2 separate regions of the Mus musculus genome follow, and region 2 is linked to region 1. A link is a contact called in public promoter capture Hi-C data. All regions are on one chromosome and are shown on one strand. The core of a region is the stretch at or near the end of the contact, and the rest is flanking DNA. Distances in the headings are between cores, read along the strand shown.

The links. Promoter capture Hi-C pulls out the DNA fragments that hold promoters and counts their contacts.
Region 2: a promoter capture Hi-C map of embryonic stem cells shows a contact between it and region 1, with 2.3 times the contacts expected there. The contact joins the promoter of Ercc6 here to the enhancer-like site in region 1. A contact is called at or near these places in 5 of 39 promoter capture datasets (the 3T3-L1 cell line, embryonic stem cells, hippocampal neurons and 2 more), 1 of 115 datasets of contacts at active chromatin or transcription factors (embryonic basal ganglia) and 3 of 9 other capture datasets (adipose tissue, liver and pancreatic islet).

Annotation. Positions count from the first base shown.
Region 1 is chr14:32,266,687-32,272,675 of GRCm38.p6, forward strand. Parg (poly (ADP-ribose) glycohydrolase) reads left to right here. Exons shown (of 18, transcript NM_011960.3): 14 at 4,944-5,022. It also overlaps the pseudogene Gm7707. Among named protein-coding and RNA genes, the nearest start is that of Ogdhl, 52 kb to the right of the region's middle. Within about 2 kb of position 2,440, at least 6 of the 459 cell types and tissues checked have an H3K27ac peak or open chromatin away from gene starts, as enhancers often do. A contact at or near this core is called in embryonic stem cells, where this site is marked.
Region 2 is chr14:32,509,888-32,515,876 of GRCm38.p6, forward strand. Ercc6 (excision repair cross-complementing rodent repair deficiency, complementation group 6) reads left to right here and starts at 3,634. Exons shown (of 21, transcript NM_001081221.2): 1 at 3,634-3,712.

The DNA of each region.
Region 1 (5,989 bases), core at 1,190-3,689:
ACTATCTCCATCTTCCTGCTTACTAGCAGTACAAGGCAAGCTGAGGTTTAGTTAAACATTCTTTATAATGACCTCTTCAGAGAAAATTAGAATACAAATAGCACTAGGCATTTAGTAAATTAAGTCACAGGCCTAGAAGTTCAGCTGTGTAGTTTGGAAATCTAATGTCAAAGGGTTCCTGAAACCTTAAGACTGAGTGATCTGTCGTGTCTCCAACACGTCTTCAACTGCCTTAAGAGAGTATTTGGTTTCCTTCTTACTTCAGCCTGCAAACTGATAAGCCCTGTTTTTGATTAGCAACCTAACTAGCATATTTGATGTTGCCTTTTTCATTTTTGCACTTGCTTTTGGATTAGAAGCAGTATGATTTGCAGACATGTAAAGGCCAAACAGAGCTCTCATGTTTCTATTGTTTAGGTTCAGTGCCTGTGCAAAATACTTTCTTGAAACCTCGACGTTTTCAAGTCCACCTTGGGTGTATTTGATTTCTACATACTGTTGACAGTATACGTGGTTATGTGGATTTGTCATCATCAGCTCCTCTAAGCAAACGGCTACTTTGGCATAGTCATGTTCATTGATACAAAGTTCTGCAGGTTCATGCCGGGCTTCTTGGTCTCCAGCAAACTGTTCCAGATACTCATCCAGCTCTCCAGTGGCCTCCACGTTTTTCCCCTGGGCTTTTTGAATGGCAATCTTACGCTTTCTGGCAGCAGTGTTAGTTGGATCTTCTTGCAAAATTCGATCATACAGTTGTATAGCATCGTCATATCTTTCCATAGCTTCAAATCGAATGCTTGTTAATTGTTTAACTCTGTGACTGCCAGGGAATTGTCTTCTTAAGTCCTGAAGACAAAACAATGCCAAGTCATCCCGACCTTAGTCTAGGACTGCAATCGTCACCCCAAGCTTAGAAGCATAATCACTAATTAATTCTTCTCCAACCTCCATAATTTGTTCCTGTTTCTTGAGTTTTCTTCTCGCCGTTTTCTCATTTTATCTCACATTTATTCCTAAGTCACATCGTAACGCTCAGTGACCTTCGCCATCTTCCTAGAACCCAGATGCGGCGGGGAGAGAGCTGCCATGAACTCTTGACGGGATTTTTCCTTAAGTGAAGGATATTTGGCCTAATAGTCTGTTTCATTTTAGGTGGAAACTTAACAATTGTTATTTTATAGTTTTCAGCTATTTTGCTTTTAAAAGACAAAACATATGTTTGCATAATTGCAAGGTTATAGTAGGCAGCCTTTTGCTGTTATGAACAGGAAAGGGGAGACTTGTCTACTTCTAGACAGAAAGCATCATCAGGGGCATTCCTGTAGACGATTTGTTTGCTCTACTGCTTTGCAAAGTTAAGGTCATTGACATGGTTTGGAAGGAGTTTTCATTTGTCTTACTTAGTTTTCTAAGTGATTCATGGGATTAAAAAAAAAGTGAGCACTATTAATAACCCTGAGTTTCAGATGATGGTTAGCCAGGGTCACATGACCAGTAAGGATTCACCTGTGGGTCCCATGTTTCCTAATGTCAGTTGGTGCTTTTTACCACACTGTGCTATCTGTGAAGATGTGGCTTTCTTTTCTGAGACATTGTCTTATGTGTCATCAAGGCTGCTCGCAAACTCCCAGCAGTGTCTTTGCCTCTGCCTTCAGAGCCGCTGCCTGGCTGTGAGTGTGAGCGTCTAAAGAGTCCATTGTGTGTCCCTGTAGAGTACTTCTGAACTTACTATTTTAACTTCAGTTAGTGTGGTGCTTTCTGTTTCATTTGCTTTGTGTGTGCTCTGTGCATGTGAACATACAAGAGCATCCAGCTATACTTACAGGTCTGAACAAGAAATGTCAAGGACATTAGACTTGTTTTCTTGGTTTGTAGCATAAAAAAATTCAAAGTAAATTTATGGGAACTAAGATATAAATTACTTTAAAATTATTTTGACAGGTGGTATGCTAAACAATACATTAGAAACTGCAGTACTTAACCTTTATTATGGGAAATTATAAATCATATACTAAAAATAGAGTAATTTTCATAATGTTACATTCATATGCCTTTTTGCATGCATATAATGTATTTTGAAGAAACTCCAAACTTACTGAGTTATCACAAGAAAAACATATTGAATTTTAGGGTCTTACTTTGTAACTCAGGCTGTCCTTGAATTCAGGATCCTTATGTTTCAACTTCCTGAGTTAGCATTGCAGGTGTGTGTCACCACACCCAGCTTCATATCTGTAAAAATTTACCAGCGTACCTCTTTTCCTCTCCATTTTCTTTTCCTCGATATTTAAGAGTATATTAAAGACATTAGTCCCCTTTACTCCTAAATATTTTATCATGTATTTCCTAAAGATCAGTGAGTCCACCTACTGAGGGTTTGGGGTGTGTAGCGGCTTTGTGCTTTGTGCTAACTAGGATCCACACCCCTCTGTGTGAGCTCCCTGGCTCTGGGCTTTATCCTGAGTAGCATCTGCTGCTCTGTGGAAGCCCCACTGGGTTTGTATTGTCCTGGTCATTTACTTTTGGACTGTTTACCTTCGAGTGTCTATTTGTTTTCAGAAAGAGTCTCACTGTGGGCTAAGTAGCCTCAAATTTGTGGTGATCCCCAGCTTCTTCATGAGACACTATGCCAGGCTTAATTTTAAGTTTATTATGGGCTTGTGTCAGCTCAGCCACAGCCTCTGTGTAATCAAACACTGAATTCATATGTTCCTATAAAGATAATTTGTAGATGTGATTAAAAGTCCACAGTAGTTTAGTTAAGACTTAAGAAGGGACGTTATTTGCCTCGTTCTGTGAGGGTCTAGTTCAGTCAGTTAAGAGAGAAGCTTCCCAGAAGAAATCCTCTTCTGGACAGTGGCACTGCCAGCTTGCTAAAGCTGTTTATTTAGCCCCAGAGTTGTGTGAGCCAAGTCCTTGCAGTGAATCTGATTGCTTCTGTTTCTTTGGTTTCCCTGTGACTGATGCGTAGCTCTTGTGAGTAAGCCTGCTATGAACATTCCTCTGAGCAATTCTTTACGTTATTTTTATTTCATGTGTTTGGGTACTTTGCCTACATCTATGCCTGTATGCCACTTGTATGCCTGAGCTTGCAGTGGCCAGGAGAGGGCATCGGATCCCCTAGAACTGGGGTTTTGAGGTGCTGTGTGAGGGTTAGGAATTGACTTTGAGTCCTCTGGAAAAACAGGCAATGCTCTTGATCACTGTTGCCCCTACTGTACAATTCTTATTGGTATACATCTTTGTTTTCTATCGGTAAAAACCTACATGTGACATTTCCAGCTCAAACTGTTCATGTTTAATTTATAAGAAATACCAGACTTTTCAAAATTATTGTGCCATGTGTTTCACCAGTAGTGCGAGATTTCTGCTTATCCTATTTCCTTATCAGCCCTTGGTGTAACCTTTTCATTGTTTGCTTGGTTGCTTGTGTTTGTTTGGGTTTTTGTTGTGGTTTGAGACAAGGTCTCATCTTGTAACTCTGGCTGGCCGGCAACTCACAAAAATTCACCTGCCTCTGCTTTCCAACAAGAATTAACACATGGCTTCTCTTGTGGCCATTTCTGTTTCAGCCATACATTGAGATTTATTATGGTATCTCACTCTGGTTTTAATGTGATTGCTAATGACTGATAATGTTAAGCATTATTTCATAAGATGTTTGCCAACTTCGTACTTTCCATATGAGGTATACATTCATGATTTCTGCCCATTTTTGTAAATTGAGTTGTGTTTTACTTATTTCGTGTTATTTTTCTTAGCTGGGGTCTAAACATGGGGCCTTATACATGCTGGAAAGGAGTCTATCTCTAAACCCCCTTAGCACCTGCTTGTTTTTATGATTAGTGTTTGAGACTTCTTCAATATTCTGGAATAAGTCCTTGTCAGATACCTGTCATGTGAGTATCTTTCCTCTAAGCCTGCTTTTCCTAAAAATGTTTTATTGACAGTAACTTGAATTTTGATCCAGTATAGTTTTTGTTTCATTTATAAGTCTTGTGGTCACTGCTTTTTTTCTATCCAGTTCAAGAAATCTTTGGCTAAATACATACAGTGAAGCTGTCTCATGAGTAGGTTTGTTTTCGTTTTGAGTTTGTTTTTGAGTCTCTCATGCTCCAGTTGGAACTCCTGATGGTCTAGCCTCGACCTTCTAAGTGCTGAGATTAGGGATGTCCTCATTTTATGTTTTATGTTTGTGTTTGTCCTCCGTCTCAAATGCTTATTCATGATGTAGTTATTCATGAGGTCTGTATTTTTATATAATCAAGAATTAACCTTGTAATAATATAGAGTTTTCTGCTTCAAAGGAATGCTCTGTTTCTCTATTTGTTTCTTTTAGTCTTCTACATCTGCTGCTCAGTTTGCATAGGTGATTGGTGTTTTTGTCACTGTGTTAATGGATGTTTGGTATTTCATTTCCTCATTGTCTGCTGTTAATATATAGAGACATCTTTGACTTAACTCTTATTTATTTATGAGTTTTTCTTTTCCTTGCCCCACTCCCAGCAATTCTTTGGGATGATGACACCCAGAAGACAGTTTTATATCTTATTTTATTTTACTTTTATGATATTTTGTGTTGGATTTAAGCCCAGGGTTCTGTTCATACTATTCCATGGAGCTATTTCTCCAACCCTGCTTATCCCTTCCCATTCTTTTTGTCTTCTATTTCTCTTTTTGCATTTTGGCAGCAGGGATTGGGGGTGGTGAGTGGGTGGTCCTACCTCATTCTGCAGGTACAGTTCTGAATAGAGGTAGTAAGCATGACAGTCTCCACCTGGTCTATGTAGTGAGTTCCAAGACAGCTAGGACTATGTAGAGAGAGCCTGTCTTGAGAAGATGAGGGTAAGAAAGAAAGAGAATGGTACTCTCACCTTATTGATCACCTTGGGTAGAATGGTTTGAGTCTGAAGTCAATGGTGTTAATAGACGTTTTGTTTCAGGTACTGAACAGTACAGTGAATACACAGGCTATGCTGAAACTTATCGTTGGGCCCGAAGCCATGAAGATGGGAGTGAAAAGTGAGTGTTTCTGATTTTAGTAGTGTGTGGCTGAAGCTAAAGGAGCATGTGCTTGACGCTGCTGTCCTCTGCCCCTTCCAGAAACTTACTATTTTGTTTTGGGGTTTTATTTAAAATACTATTTTCTCTTTTTTTCTTTTTTCTTTTTTCTTTTTCTTTTTCCTTTTCCTTTTCTTTTTCTTTTTCCTTTTTTTTTCCTTTTTCTTTTTCTTTTTCTTTTTGTTTTCTTTTTCTCTTGGTTTTTCGAGACAGGGTTTCTCTGTGTAGCCCTGGCTGTCTTGGAACTCACTCTGTAGACCAGGCTGGCCTCAAACTCAGAAATCTGCCTGCCTCTGTCTCCCAAGTGCTGGGATTAAAGGTGTGCGCTACCACGCCCGGCTAAAATACTATTTTCATACAATATATTTTGATCATATTCTTTCCCTTTCACCAAATTTAGATTCTCCTTACCTCCCTACACACCCAACTTCATGTTCAGCACCCACACACAACAAAAAGCCCACAAAACCGAGAACAAAACCACGAAGTCCATTTTTTTATTTGTCAGCTACTACTGAGCATAGAGCCTAGAGACTCTCTTGAAGAGTGGCTGACATACCTGGTAACACTCCACTGAGAAAACTGATTTACCCCTTCCCGACAGACATCAGCTGCAGAGAGCTTCTTGATTAGGGTTGGGACTTCGTGCTGCCTCCCCTTCTCACTGCTGGGATTTTGTGTGGCTTAACCTTGTGTAAGTCTTGTGCATGTTGTCACAGTCTCTGAGTTCATTGTGTCTGGGAAGCACTGTTTCCTTGGAGTTATTCATCACCTGTGGCTTTTAGAGTTTTTTCTGATTCATCTTCCATATAGATGGGTCAGACTTGAGAGAGATTTAATGATGGCACCCCATTTGGGACTGAGTGTTCCGATGTCTCTTCCTCACTGCATGTTGTCTAGTTGAGGATTTCTATGTTCATTACCAACC
Region 2 (5,989 bases), core at 2,384-4,883, 240 kb after region 1:
ACAAGCCTTTAATCCCAGCACTCGGGAGGCAGAGGCAGTCGGATTTCTGAGTTCGAGGCCAGCCTGGTCTACAAAGTGAGTTCCAGGACAGCCAGGGCTATACAGAGAAACCCTGTCTCGAAAAACCCAAAACAAAAACAAGAACAAAAACCAGAAACAAACTCCAAAGGAAGGTTGAGGGCAGTGTAAGAGAAAAACGTCAGGGCAGGAAAGCTACTAACCTAGTCACTACTGTGAGAAGGGAGATGAAAAAGAGGGAGAGAGAAAGCCATATTGTTTGTACTGGAAGTCCGCAATTCACCACATGGCTTAGATGGGGCAAGGGAATGAATGGCAAAGCCCAGATGTCAGGGAAATTATGGCCGGGCTTTGCCAGTATCCCAAAGGAAAAGAGAAAAGACAAGGAAGTGTGTGGGCCACACGGCGGGAGCTCTGTGAGTGAATGGAGAGAAGGGTTCCCTCAAGTCTAACCATATACTCATTAAGGGGAGAGTTGGCCATCTTCTATCACGGTGAATCAGGCCACCCCAGGTTTCTTGGCCAGGTGATTGATGGGCCCGTCTGGATGAACTTTTAAGGTGGGAGACAATGTATCTAATGCTCTAGATTTAAGGTGGGAGACAATGTATCTAATGCTCTAGATTTAAGGTGGGAGACAATGTATCTAATGCTCTAGATTTAAGGTGGGAGACAATGTATCTAATGCTCTAGATTTAAGGTGGGAGACAATGTATCTAATGCTCTAGATTTAAGGTGGGAGACAATGTATCTAATGCTCTAGATTTAAGGTGGGAGACAATGTATCTAATGCTCTAGATTTAAGGTGGGAGACAATGTATCTAATGCTCTAGATTTAAGGTGGGAGACAATGTATCTAATGCTCTAGATTTAAGGTGGGAGACAATGTATCTAATGCTCTAGATTTAAGGTGGGAGACAATGTATCTAATGCTCTAGATTTAAGGTGGGAGACAATGTATCTAATGCTCTAGATTTAAGGTGGGAGACAATGTATCTAATGCTCTAGATTTAAGGTGGGAGACAATGTATCTAATGCTCTAGATTTTGGAGCAGATCCGGATGTAACCCATCTTCAACATGAAAATCCAGAAATATAGTTTCAAAGTTCTTTAAGAAATGAGTGTTTATAGTTTCAGTCATAGCGTTGCATAGAGCTTCCAGGAAGGGGTGCAGGTTAAGGAGAAGAGAAATAAGGAAAAAAAAAAAAAAAAAAAAAGCAACAAACAAACCCAGGCCTCCCTTCTTACATCCTGACTTCTGGCAAAAATATTTTGGCTTAAACAATTGTGGCATATTTGGCCTCTGACAAGGATGAAGCTACTGACAGGACCAAGGACATTTTTAGCTTTTAGCTGAGAATCTCCGAGTAGAGCACTTGAAGGTAAAATTCCTGTCTCTTCTCATTGGCTTTTGTAAGACACAGGTAGCACAGACCAAATTCTGGTTCTAGAGACTGGTGTCTGTAGTACTCAGGTGGGCACAGGAGCCATCCTCTTACCATAAACTACTTTCCTCCTCCTCTTTTGATTTTTCAAGCCAGGGTTTCTCTGTGTAGCCCTGACTATTTTGGAACTTGCTCTGTAGAGCAGCTTGGCCTTGGACTAAGATTCCCTGCCTATGCTTCCCAAGAGCTGGCACTAAAGGCACGAGCCACCATGCCTGGGTCAGCTGTGGGTTTTCATGTTGGGCAGGGTTGTTAGGTGATACAGTTAGGTCTTCCATCAGACCTATGTAAGAAACTTCACAAGCACAGCAGTGGTTCCAACTGTGTTGTTAATACCCCGGTACAGTTAGGAAACGAAGTCCTTGACGGGCACCTGGGTAAAGACACAGGTATAGGCGAGAGCAGAGATGGGGAAGAGCGGGCTCGGAGACCACTGCCAGGGGAAATGATCCCATCCCTCTAGGCACAGGCAGGGGTTTTATAATTTAGCTTTATAAGCTTGAGGAGTAGACCAGGAGAAGGAGAACAGAGATAATGTTCATGCCTGGAGTTCAGAGGACAAGGTGTGGGAGTTGGTTCTCTCCTTCTACCATGTGGGTCCTGAAGACAGGATTCAGGTCCTGAGGTTTGGTGGCCACCTGGTCAGCTCAAGCCTGGTTTTACTTCTACCCAAGGTATCTCCAGAGTTACCTTATAATCTGATTTACTAGGAGAAGGATAATAGGAGGGGTGGTGTGTGCAGAGAATTCTTAGCAATCTCTTGAGATGTAATATTTATTTGGCTAATGCTATGACAGTCGTGGCTCTCTGAGAAGCACGAATATATGTGTGTTTCACTTGCTTCGCAGAGCCCCTCCTTTCCTTAACCTTTGAGCTTAAGCCCTGATTAAAATGTCTTTAATGAAATCTTTTGACTCTGCTTCATAAACTGGCGGGTTGCTGGGGATGGCAGTGAGGAGCCTCTCACTACTGCCCCCCAAAGTTTTGTGCCTTTACACTGGACTTCGTGCCAAGGACCCTGACAATTCCACCTTCTCTATTCTTGGCATTTCTGGGCTAATTAGTTCCCAGTTTAATTCAGCTACCTCTTGGGAAACTGGGCTTTTTCTTTGTAAATTCTCACCTAAGCGAGACCACCTCCAGGATTCTTGGTTGGGTAAAGAATGTTACTACTTGGCTTAGATAGTTAATATTAGTTAACAAGTATTAAGTGACTTAATGTAGTTAAGCCATCTGTTGTAGACCTGCATGTTGTACATGCACTCAGGTGCTCTGCCCAGGTCTTGGGGTGGTGTTGGTGAGCGGTCATAAAGGTACGTTTTCCTCTTCGGTTTTAAGATGTGCCAGATGACTAAGGCGGTGAGGTGAGGATGTCAAAGCAAAGGATTTGAGCACCTTTAGCTAGTCACTCATTGGCAGACTCCCTTTTCTTTCTCTAAAAATGATTTCTGAGTTCGAGGCTAGCCTGGTCTACAAAGTGAGTTCCAGGACAGCCAGGGCTATACAGAGAAACCCTGTCTCGAAAAACCAAATTTAAAAAAAAAAAAAAAAGAAAAGAAAGAAAGTTTGGTTTCAGACCCAGGGACAAGGGACTGAGATGCGTATTTTACATATCAAAGCCTCCAGGTTTTCCCAGCATCCTTCAGTCCGTACCTGGCATACCATGTCTCAGTCCCTACCTGGCATACCCTGCCCCATAACCCTGAACTTCCCAGCCCAGGGCCTGGGCTGCCCTTCCCTCAGAGGTTCCTCCCAAAAAAATCCAGGCATTTTGCTCTCTCCTTCTCTCTCTACGCATACACGACCCCCACCCCCACAATGGCGACTTCAACCCTTGGGGCCAGTGAACTCGACAGACAACCGCCTTCCAATAAACCTGCCTTTAGTATAATCTGGTTTAAATTGGCTTATTTCACCGGTGGTGACGGAGAAATAACTTATTAATATCTTTTAATTCATAAAACTAGATAACATTTGTCAAGAATGATACAAGCCGCTCAAATGGCTACAGACTGACCACACAGTCCAACCTAGCCCAGGACAAAGGCCACGCGCGGCTCCCTTTGGTCAACGCACGTGGCAAACCCTTGCTTACAAACGGCTCAGCAAGGCGCAGGCGCCGTTGGTCCTGCCCGCCCCCAGAGGCGGTGCTTAGCACAGGCCTAGGGCGCATGCGCTAAGGTTTGTCTCAACGCTCCGTCGCGGCGGTAGCGACGAAGAATTCGTTTGGGCAGCCGCGTGGTTCTGGGTGAGTGTTCGGCAGCCGGACAGAAGGCCGGGTGAGAGTACTTGCGCCTCGGGCTCTCCATGAGGCTGTGGCCCCGCGCCGTGGGCGTCTAGCCTTCTGCGGCGGAGCCCGTCCGAGCGAGCCGCGGCTTCGCCCGTGGGCCGGATATCTTCCGGCAGGCGCACCTGAAACCGGAAGTGACGTGTGGCGCCGGCTCTCACCTGAGCGGAGGGCACGGGGCAGTGGGGGCGCGGACCAGCCCCTTGCATTTGCTTCTGGGTTTGTGAATGGGGCCCGGCGTGCAGGGCCTACAGGGCTCTGGTGGGTCTGGATGACGATGATGGTGTCCTTGAGAGGGAGAGTCAGGGTGGTGCATACCCGGCGCCTTCCGTAAGATGCAAAGTTGAGTGGGAGGGACAGAGCTGTAAGTGCTGTAACCCGGTACCCTTCGCGGTGTCATCTTCACCGCTGTCCTTCTCTTCCGAGCCCTCTCGTCTTTTTCCTCCTGACTTCATCCTATTAGCACTGCACTGCTATTTCTCTGTTATCCAAAACTGGTCTTTTACGAGCATTAATTGGGTCCTGCTGTTGTCACGCATCCTTAAACTTTTTGAGAGCCATTTCAGTGAAATATAATTTAAGAGCATACCCCCCCACCCCCCGCCCCCGGACCCGTGTAACTTGTCCCTTCTCGCTTCAACACCGTACTTATGTACAGATAACTCTCCAGACCCTAATCCAGCTTGGTTGTGGCCGTAGAAAACCCAAGTCACAAGTCTGGTTTCCTAGCTTTGTAACTTTTAGATGTTTCTGGAACGACTGAAAGATTTACACAGCGAGCAATACTATAATCAGCTCTTGAATTTTGGTTACAAAGTTCTCACTGAGTTCCAGCCTTTATTCATTATCTCATTTCGAGATGCTAACTCTGCTTTTGACCTTGATCAAATCTCATTAATCTTTTAGAGTGACACTTTGTCAGAGAGGCCACCTCACACCTTACCTTCACAGTTTTACTTAGGTCTCTCTTAATTGCCGAGTTATGTAACTTCTTTTTATGGCCATCACCACAGTTGCCCTTGTATATATCTATACTAAAGCCATTTTTTCTTTAAATGCCTGGCCTCCCAGGGGACTAGGGGGAACTGCCTCATGCCTCATTTGATTGAGTCAGTAATTTTGTCAGTGTGTGATTTAGTTCACCTCTGAAACTTTAGTGCTTTGATCAAATCCTTCTTTACATTATACTCCCCCCAACCCCCATGTGCATTCTCTCGCCCACACATGCAAGCTCTCTTCTGGCTATAGCTAGAAGCTAAACAGCTTTTTGCCCTCCTTCCCCTCCCACCATGAACTCCAGGCTGTTAACTTCAGCTGCTCTTCTTGGCCCCTTTCAGTTCTTACTCCTTTGTTCTACCACTTCTCTGACCATCCCAAGGAATGACTTTTCTCCAAGGCCTACTGGTTACAAGAGGAGGGAACTGGGCAGCACTGGAGTGTTGCCAATCCATCATTTTGGAAAGCACACGCCTGCAGTGTTCATTTCTCATGGATAGACTCATTCTTCTCACATTCCTCCCCCATCCCAACTTTGACCAAGGAAAGGCCCAGGCTTCTTCCTTGTGGAGTTATCTTCTTTGTCAACTCCCTTTTGTATCTGTGGGCACCAGGTGTCACTCTCCAGCTAGAGGCAGATGAAAGTGCTATGCCTTCTCCACCTTTCCTGGTTGCCGCACAGTTTTCTGTTCAAGCATCTCTGAAGGACATTATGTTGTTTTCTTGCCATGTATGTACACACACACACACACACACACTTTTTAATTTTAATTTTTTTTTCCTCTTTTACTTTCCAACAAAACCTCGGGTTATCTATCACCCTTTCTCCCTTATGTAGTCAAGGTCCTTAAAGTGGTAGATTGCCTCCCTGTGTCCTCCCTTGCCTTGCTGCCTGCTGACCTCAGACAGTCTGGTTTTTAGTTTTTGTGTCTGTTGCTCTACTGGATTCAACCATCCCTCCACATCCCCTTTTTGTTCTTGTTGCTTGTTTTCCAACGGTATAGCTGTGTGGCTCAGGCTGGCCTGTAACTCACAGTGCTGCTTCAACCTCTCAAGTGCTGGGATTACAGTGTGCGCCACATGTCCAATGAAAAATTTCTTTTACAGGTATCCCCAGCGAGCTGCCCAAGTCCAGATTGACGGAATCCTGCTTTTCTTCTCTAATCTAGTCATTCATTTCTTTTTACTTTACCCTGCTTAAAAATCAGTTTCCTCAAAATTTCATTTGTAAATTTATCTTTG